Regions from separate parts of the Triticum aestivum genome. Here region 1 is linked to region 2. Evidence: chromatin contacts called from public Hi-C data. All regions are on one chromosome and are shown on one strand. Each heading gives the region's core, a stretch centred on a gene start, on an enhancer-like site or on the middle of the called end of the contact. The rest is flanking DNA. Distances are from core to core; before and after follow the strand shown. Region 1 holds the start of LOC123068826 (ARF guanine-nucleotide exchange factor GNOM). Region 2 holds the start of LOC123068825 (protein usf).

What was found. A called contact is a pair of places that touch in the nucleus more often than the background predicts.
Region 1: a Hi-C map of leaf shows a contact between it and region 2, with 5 times the contacts expected there. The contact joins the promoter of LOC123068826 here to the promoter of LOC123068825 in region 2. A contact is called at or near these places in 2 of 5 Hi-C or Micro-C datasets (both in leaf).

Annotation. Positions count from the first base shown.
Region 1 is chr3B:91,932,616-91,937,385 of IWGSC CS RefSeq v2.1, reverse strand. It overlaps LOC123068826 (ARF guanine-nucleotide exchange factor GNOM), which reads left to right and starts at 3,412. Exons shown (of 2, transcript XM_044491504.1): 1 at 3,412-4,341; 2 at 4,753-4,770. The coding sequence starts at 3,667.
Region 2 is chr3B:91,709,010-91,713,555 of IWGSC CS RefSeq v2.1, reverse strand. It overlaps LOC123068825 (protein usf), which reads right to left and starts at 1,748. Exons shown (of 5, transcript XM_044491503.1): 1 at 1,533-1,748; 2 at 963-1,105; 3 at 673-802. The coding sequence starts at 1,682.

The sequences.
Region 1 (4,770 bases), core at 2,163-4,662, 220 kb before region 2:
AAGGTGCGTAAAACCCTACGATCCTGCTTTGGTGGTTGTATTAGGGTTCTTGAGCTCTTGAACTAGCTCCGGGTGCTGCGAGGTTCAAAAGAGTCGAATCCCCTCTCAGTATGCCATGGGCCTCCTTTTATAGGCGAAAGGGGCTGCCACAGTGGCACACAGGAGGTGGAAAGTGCCACAGCGTTGTGAGGTTATCGCTAGTATTACAGGACAAGACGCATTAAATGCGGGCTTAGGTGTCCTTCACTTTATTGGGGAACAGGGGCGAGGCCTGTCCCGTCCGTCGCCGCCTCTCCTGGCTTCGACACGCGCCCCAGCCATCGACGCATGCAGCGCCATGTAGGCAGGCAGGCAGTTGAGGTGGCGTGGTGGTGGAGCCTCCACGTAGGTCTGCATGCTGCCACGCAGGCGCCTGCCCGACTGGTTGGGTCGGTGGCTGCACGCGAACGGCGGTAGGAACTTGGCTGGTGCGGGCCTTGTAGTGGCCTTGCCGGGGCGCTTGGCGATGGTCTTGCCGGGTGGCCCGGCAAGGGTCTTGCCGCGGTGCGCTGGCTTCCCCGGCAAGGATCTTGCCGGGAGGCCCTGTGGGTTCCTACGGTGAGGATGGTTGCCTTCCTATCCTCCTTTGATCTCGATTGCTCTTTGTCTTCACAAAGATCTGCATGCCACCACGGAGGTAACTCCTGAACCTGTCCCAACGTGACTGCTCAGTGTTGGTGGGCTCGAAGGTGGCTCGCTCGGCGGGTGAGGACGAGCTGCCCCGGCAAGGGTCTTGCCGGGGCTGCTGAGGCCTCCCTCGGCAAGGGTCCTTGCCGGGGCAACCTGCATTGCCCGTGCGACCTTTGTGGCCTTGGTCCTTTGTTGTTTGCTTTGCTTGTCTCTGTGGCTTTGGCTTTTCTCCGGCTTCCCTTCCCTGCCTTGCTCTAACTGTCCGTGCACAAGTAAAGGAGTCAAAAGCTAGGCCCCTACTTTTGTACACCTACACCAAGGGTCCAAGGAAGCCACGGTCGGAATGCACGTCGGAGGAGCTCGCCAAGATGGACACGGAATCGACGAAGGAGGAACCAAAGGGCGATCGTCAAGGGCAAGACCGTCGCAACCAAGTTCGCCACCGAGCACGATGCGATGGAGGCCGCGCGGTGCAAGGCCGAGGTCGACGAGAAGGAGGCCATCATAAACAAAGCGCACGCCCTCATAATGCTTGGCCTTTACCGTCCGGCGGGTTTCTCTTGTGCGACCGTAGGCCCGGCGAGCACAGGCTCGTTGGTCGCCAGGCCTCAGCATGGCTCGTCGCCGACGTCGCGGACCACGCTTATGTCGCCCGGCTTTCCCCCGCCAAGGCACGATGGCCAGACCCGTTTTTCGGGGTCGCCGGACATTAGCGTGATCGCGCCGTCCACCCCGCGCCCCTCGGCCATCATTGACCTCAACGTCACGCCGGGGTCCAGCAGCGGCGGCCGGCCGGCCGTCGAGATGCAAAGAAAGCAAGCACGACCACCATTTACGGGCACCATGACATCGCCCCGCGTCCTGTTCGACGAAATGGCAACACCAATGCCAACGGTCGACGACCCCTTCTACAACCAGTTGATGGAGCATGTGATCTACGAGGGTGGGCATGGCGGTGCCTACTATCCCGATGAGACCCAAAGTCAGGATGGCCGCGCCCAGTACGTTGCGGATGAAGAGGCCCACGACCATGCTGACTACGACCATGTTGACTCGTGGCATGAAGACGATGACATCCATTGCAAAGGTGATGGTGATTAAGAAGATGGCATTGATATTGATATTGGGGGTGAGCCATTGTTCATCGACGAGATCACCCAAAAAGGGAAGCACAAAAGAGGAATAAGAGCATTCGCACGGGTTCATATTCATAAGACGAGGACAAGTTGATTTGCCAATGTTGGATGGAGATTAGCCAAGATCAGATGACCGGTGCGCAACAAAAGGGCCTTGTTTTTTGGACGAGAGTCCACAAAACATTCCATGAAAGGAAGCTGTTTGAGCCCTACCAAATTCGAGTAACCGTGGCATCACCTCGATTCAAAAGAGATGGTTGTTCATCCAACAAGAGTGCAAAGTACCACACTTGAGAGCATTGAAGCACGGCCCGTGAGTGGTCTCGGCATTTGGGACTTGGTATGCTCTCCTCATCCTAGTTCTTTTGTTGCTACGGCCATGAGGCTTCGGCCTTATATATGTTTGCATGTTCAATTGTTGTTGATCATGTGGTGTAGGCATTTCAATCTTTGGAAGCATTCAAGGCCCGGCACAATGACAAGCCATTCACTCTTACGCATTGTTGGACGCTCATCATAATTGCCCAAAGTTCAAAGATCAATACCGTGAACTTCAAAGGAAGAGAGGCAAGAAGGCGGCTGCGTTTGCCGGAGGTGGAGATGGTGAGGCGTTGAAGAGGCCGAGGGGCAAGACCAACTACAAGGTGGACTACATATGTGATGCGTCATCCATGGCCTTGCATGAGACTTTGCACGACATGATGTCTCAAAAGGATGTGAGGGACGAGAAAAAGCGACAAAGCAAGGACGAGCAAATGAAGCAATACCTAGAGCTTCAAAGGAAGAAGTTTGAGATGGAGGAGGCGGCCAAGAAGAGGAAGATCGACATGGAGGAGGCGTCCCGGCAAAGGCAGCTCGACATCGAGGCCGCCAACGTCACGGCCAGGCAGAGGCAACTCGACATCAAGGCCACCGACGCCGCAACCAAAGCAAATGAGGTGGCCCTAGCGATCATGAGCGTGGACTTGAGCAAGATGAGCGAGAAGATGAGGAGCTGGTTCGAGGCCAGGCAGAAGGAGATGTTCGATGCTGACGGCTTGAACTAGGTCGTCTGTTCGGCCATGGCCGTTCTTTTGGAGGCTGGCATGGGTGTCGGCCGCTGGCTGTGTGCCGGTGAGAAACCTATTCATTTTGAGGGCTGGCTGTGTTACCAGCCGCTAGCTTTGTTGCCAGCGATAAAACTATTCATTTTGAAGGCTGGCTCTGTTGCTGGCCGCTGACTGTGTTGCCGGCGAGGACTGGGGCCGCTGGCTGCGTTGCCGCGAGGACGTGTATGGTTGTGTTGCCGGCGTGAACCGGGGCTGCTGGCCTGAACTTGGTCGTGCTTTCACATATTGGCCTTTGAAAAACGATGAGGACAGGATGGGGCCGAAGGATGCGTCCGCGCGTTGAGCGCACGGCCGCCACATCCCAAAACAGGCCCGAACACGACCCCATTGCCCTACGCAAACAGACAGAATCCGGGCAAAACAAATGTTTATTTGGGATCGTGCGCTGGAGTTGGCCTAAAAACTGACATGTACCTGAGAAATTTACAGGCCGGCGTTGGGATGCCACTTGCGGTAGAGAGAACAAGAGAACAGTGGAGAGATAGATCGAGTCACATAGTCCACGCGTCAACGTCACATCTACGTGTGCATCACTGGTCAACTCAACAGCTTGGACTGAAGACAAACGCGAGCATTTCAGTACTCCTACGTACACTTTCTTCGACCTGGAAAAAGGGTAAACGTCAAAGAAAAGAAAAGGAAACTTCAACACTGCACGATCACGCATCACCGTCCCCTCCCCAGATCCCTTTACCAAATTGAGCCTCCTTCTGTACCCCCCGCCGCGGCACCGCGCGCACTCACACAGATCCATGCGCGCACCGCCGCCGCCGCAGTCGCCGTCGCCCAGCGCGTCACACGCGGCCATGGCGTGCGTGGTGACGTCGGAGGTCGCCGCGGTGCTCGCCATCATGCGCCGGAACGTCCGCTGGGCAGCCGGCGGCGACGACGACCCCCTCGATCACCCCCTCGTCGCGGGCCTCAAGTCCCTCCGCCGCGCGGCCGCGGCGTGGGGCACGCGCCGGTGGCGGGACGTCGAGCCGCTCCTCTACCTCGGCCCCTTCCTCGACGTCGTCCGCTCCGACGAGGCCGGCGCGCCCGCCACGGGCGCCGCGCTCTCGTCCCTCCACAAGATGCTCTCCCTCGACCTCGTCGGCCCCGACGCGCCGAACGCTGTCGAGGCCATGTCCGCCGTCGTGGAGGCCGTCGCGGGGTGCCGCTTCGAGGTCACCGACGCGGCGTCGGAGGAGGCCGTCCTGGCCAGGGCGCTGCAGGTGCTGCTCGCCTGCGTGCGCGGCCGCGCCGCGCCGGCGCTCTCCAACCGCCACGTCTGCGACATCGTCAACACCTGCTTCCGCGTCGTGCAGCAGGCCGGTGCCAAGGGGGAGCTGCTGCAGCGCGTGTCCCGGCAGACCATGCAGGAGGTGGTCCGGTGTGTCTTCGCCCGCCTGCCCGACATTGATCCCACCGCGGTTGCAGACCACAAGGTGTGATCACCTCTATCTAACCATCCGAGTTTTGTGTTGCTATTTGCATACTTGCACACTGGGAACACCGACATTGTTGAGTCATCTATTTTAGAACGGAGGGAGTATAATTTAACTCGCGATGCTCATATAGGATAGTGTGAATGAATGAATGTATAAGTCTTAGTAGTACCAAAAAGAATGAACGTGTACACCTAATCTGACGTTGTAATTTGAGTTCAGTTTTCCATTCCTTGTCAGTTAAAAATATCGAGTTCAGCTTTTACAGGCCTTTAGTCAATGTCGAGTATTTTACAAGTTATTTTAGAAAGAAACATTTTAGCACTAACAACTAAGAGTATTCATATGTCCCAGTAGAAACCAATTAGAAAGTTAAAATGCATTACACTCATGATAGCAGTTTTTATGCAGATTGCTGGTAGCAAGAAC
Region 2 (4,546 bases), core at 499-2,998:
CGACTAATTGATTCTTTGATGCTTCCCGAAAATTCAAAGCTTACAACTGCTTGGCATGTTAGCACTGATCAGATCAAAGTACATACTAATAAAAGTTTATAACAATTTGTCAAGTGTGAAAGAAGTGCCCGAAGGGCCAAGGTTCTCACCGATTAATTGATTTTATGATGCTTTTTCGATGAAAATTGCCACTCATACACTCACATCTGACATAATCTGATTTTTTTTACAGAAACTGACATCTTAGATAGCTAATAGGTATATCTTAGTAATGTAGTTAACCGTCAAAATCGTGCAATAAGACTTGTGCAACCAACAAACATAATGTACACTCACATGTCAGATTTTCCTGCATGGTAGCACAACAAATCTACCAAAAGGATAAAGACAGCAGCACTTTCATTTTCACTGATATTTTGTTACTGATCAATTGATTTAAGACACTGGAGTTTACTACTACAAGAGGCTCAATTAACATATTTCTCCTTTCAAAAGAGTAACGAGTCCTAGCTGATTCGTAGGATCAGATGGCAAATAAGCAGAAGACATCACACTCTCTACCTCTTCTATTAATCATAATGGTTTTCATGCTACCCAAAACAACACAATTCGAGTAAGAAATCTTACAGAGAAAATCTTGAAACATAAACAAACTTAAATAAAAAAAACTACCTTGGGCGATCCATTTTCCTTCAGCCATTTAACTGAAGCCTGAATATCCTTGATTGCACCCTGCCAGTCTAGTCCTTCCATCAGATGTTGTGCCTCAGCTACCTCCAAAGCAACCTTCCCACGGTACAAACTGAAAATAAATAAATAAAAAAGATGTAAACACAAAAAGCATTTGACTGGGCCATAATATTCTGAGGAAGTAGTGGCACTCCAAGAAGCACCCGTTCCATAATACTTTATCTTTAACAAAACAAATGGTGCAAAGCAAGGAGCACATGGTATCAACATACTCTGGAATAAGTGCTCTGTATCCATCGCCGATTTGGGAAATATGGATGGCATGATTCTTGACCTCATAGTCAACACCCCACCACTCTTGCAACACTACGACTCCAGGAGCATTTTCTTTGCCAACAACATAGACATCAAAGGTCTGAAGAAGTACAACATCACATCAGTTTATCAGCAAGATGCAAGATATATTTAGCAAAAGCACCAAGATTACGGGCATGCTTGGTTTGGTACAGAAAAAAAGGCTAGCCCGTGTCTAAGAGGTGAAATTCGAGAGCAGTGCATCCAGAAAATTTGTCTGGTTATACAGAGGGTCAATTCGCTACATAAATCTGGGCACCTACTTGGAGACAAGACATTGCATATCGTACTAACGTTTCCCCACATCTAAGAAACTCTAAATGGCCTAATTCCACTCAGAATGTGCAAATAAGATGAAAAATACTAGATGGGTGGAAGAAGTAAGGGGGAAACCTAGAAGAAAAAACCCTACCGTGTAACCCTCGATGCGCGCTCTCGCGCAATAACAGAGCAAGTGATGGTTCGAGGAGGGAAGGATGTGTTCTGACCGTGTCCTCGCGCTGGATCTGGATCTTCTGGAACTGGCTGGCGGCATCGGAGGCCATGGCGGCTCGGGGCTGGAAGCCGGACGAGTGCAGGGGCGAGCGGCGGAGGGGGAGCAGGGAGGCGCTTCGGAGCAGTAGTCGCGCTGTGGCCATCGCCAGGCCGCTTTACCCTGCGTTTTCTAGAGTCTGCTGGTCTGTCGCCACCACTGCGGTACTGGGTGACGACATAGCGGGCCTGGGCCAACCAGATGATGAGGCCGATACGCTTATTTCCCAGGCCCAGTGAAGCGAGCGAGATAATTGCATCTTAGTCGTTGGCGATGTTCAATTTGGTCCTAGAACTCGCAAATTGTGTCACATTGCTGCGCGAGCAATAAAAAGCGCGTGATCTGGTATATACTAGCTATACCCGCGCGGCGGCACACCGCGCCCTGTTGATGCGTAGTCGTGAATTTTTTTTCCATGTTGCTAATGGAATTTGCGATGTTGTGTGAGATGTTGCTGAGTTGCCACTTTTTTCACTCGGTCGTGATTCAATGTAGATCATATGTGTATCAAATTGTATAGTATTAATAAGGCAGTAATGATGCACTGCTAATAAATTGTCTTGATATTTTCAGTTGTAAAATACCTCTTCCCATATAACATCATCAAAATATACTCATTTATTACAGTTTACACTGAAAAGAAAAAAGAAGTTGAACAAATAGAACTATTGTCAAATCTGAAGTTAATTCCAGCTAGTTTTTTTTTCTGGTTTGTATTTTTTTCAAAATTCACAAACTTTTTCAAACTCGCAATTCATTTTTGAAATCATGATTTTTTTGTAAACCAGGAACAATTTCAAATTTGTGATTAATTGTCAAATTCAATAATGTTTTTCCAATTCAAGAACATATTTATAAGTCCACAAACTTTTTCATATTAGTGAACTTTTCTCAAACAATTCATGAATGTTTTTCAAATCCACAAACTTTTTTCAAATTCCTGAACTTTTTCTTCAAATCCCTGTAGTTCTTCAAATTTAACATAAAAAATCATTACTTTTCAAATCTATGAACTTTTTTCAAATTTTATGATTTTTTAATCCCTGATTTTCTCTCAAAAGTCAATGGTTGAGGGTGAACGGTCAGCAGTCAATGGCCGACCGCTCAAAAAGTCAAACCGAGCTTGGGACGATCCAAGCGAACCGAGCTGCTCACATTGGTAGGCTGGGTCCCGCTTGGCATCCGGCTAGTGCCACTTTAGATTTTGGGTGCTTAAGCACCAATTAGGAGGTCTTAGACCTAAACTACCTTGTTGGAATCGACCCATAGAATTTCTACTCTTATACTAAGATCGAACACATTAAAACCACTCATGGTTTATATAATTCTAGTGTGGCCTCATGTAGAGTTGGTGTCTGTGATGAAATGACAGAGATTTTGCAAACTCTTGCATATAATCTTGTGCTGGTTTAGCACCGGGGGATGAGATCTTTGGATCTTTGGTTTGGGAGCGTTGAGGACATGTGCAATGGTATGAAATTGTTCCATGCCTTTGAAGGAAATATGCCCTAGAGGCAATAATAAAGTTATTATTTATTTCCTCATATCATGATAAATATTTATTATTCATGCTAGAATTGTATTAAACGAAAACATAATATATGTGTGAATACATAGACCAACATAACGTCACTAGTATGCCTCTACTTGACTAGCTCATTAATCAAAGATGGTTATGTTTCCTAACCATAGACATGTGTTGTCATTTGATTAACGGGATCACATCATTAGGAGAATGATGTGATTGACATGACCCATTCCGTTAGCCTAGCACTTGATCGTTTAGTATATTGCTATTGCTTTCTTCATGACTTATACATGTTCCTATAACTATGAGATTATGCAACTCCCGTTTACCGGAGGAACACTTTGGGTGCTACCAAACGTCACAACGTAACTGGGTGATTATAAAGGAGTACTACAGGTGTCTCCAAAGGTACATGTTGGGTTGGCGTATTTCGAGATTAGGTTTTGTCACTCCGATTGTCGGAGAGGTATCTCTGGGCCCTCTCGGTAATGCACATCACTATAAGCCTTACAAGCAATGTAGCTAATGAGTTAGTTACGGAATGATGCATTACGTAATGAGTAAAGAGACTTGCCGGTAACGAGATTGAACTAGGTATTGGATACCGACGATCGAATCTCGGGCAAGTAACATACCGATGACAAAGGGAACAACGTATGTTGTTATGCGGTTTGACCGATAAAGATCTTCGTAGAATATGTAGGAGCCAATATGAGCATCCAGGTTCCGCTATTGGTTATTGACCAGAAACAGTTCTAGGTCATGTCTACATAGTTCTCGAACCCGTAGGGTCCGCACGCTTAACATTACGATGACAGTTTTATTATGAGTTTATAAGTTTTGATGTACCGAAGTTTGTTCGGAGTCCCGGATGTGATCACGGACATGACGAGGAGTCTCGAAATGGTCGAGACATAAAGATTGATATATTGGAAGCCTATGTTTGTACATCGGAAGTGTTCCCGGTGAAATCGGCATTTTACCGGAGTACCGGGAGGTTACCGGAACCCCTCGGTGACCTAATGGGCCTTATTGGGCCTAGTGGAGGAAGAGGAGAGGAGGCCTAGGGCCAGCCGCACGCCCCTCCCCCCCCCCCAAGTCCGAATAGGACAAGGAGGGGGGCGGCGCCCCCCCCCCTTTCCTTTCCCCCCTCTCCTCCTTCCCCCAAGTCCTAGTCCAACTAGGGAAAGGGGGGAGTCCTACTCCCAGTGGGAGTAGGACTCCTCCGGCGCGCCTCCTCCTAGGGCCGGCCGCACCCCCCCTTGCTCCTTTATATACGGGGGCAGGGGGCACCCTAGAACACACAAGTTGATCTACGTGATCGTTCCTTAGCCGTGTGCGGTGCCCCCCTCCACCATATTCCACCTCGGTCATATCATCGCAGAGTTTAGGCGAAGCCCTGCGCCGGTAGAACATCATCATCGTCACCACGCTGTCGTGCT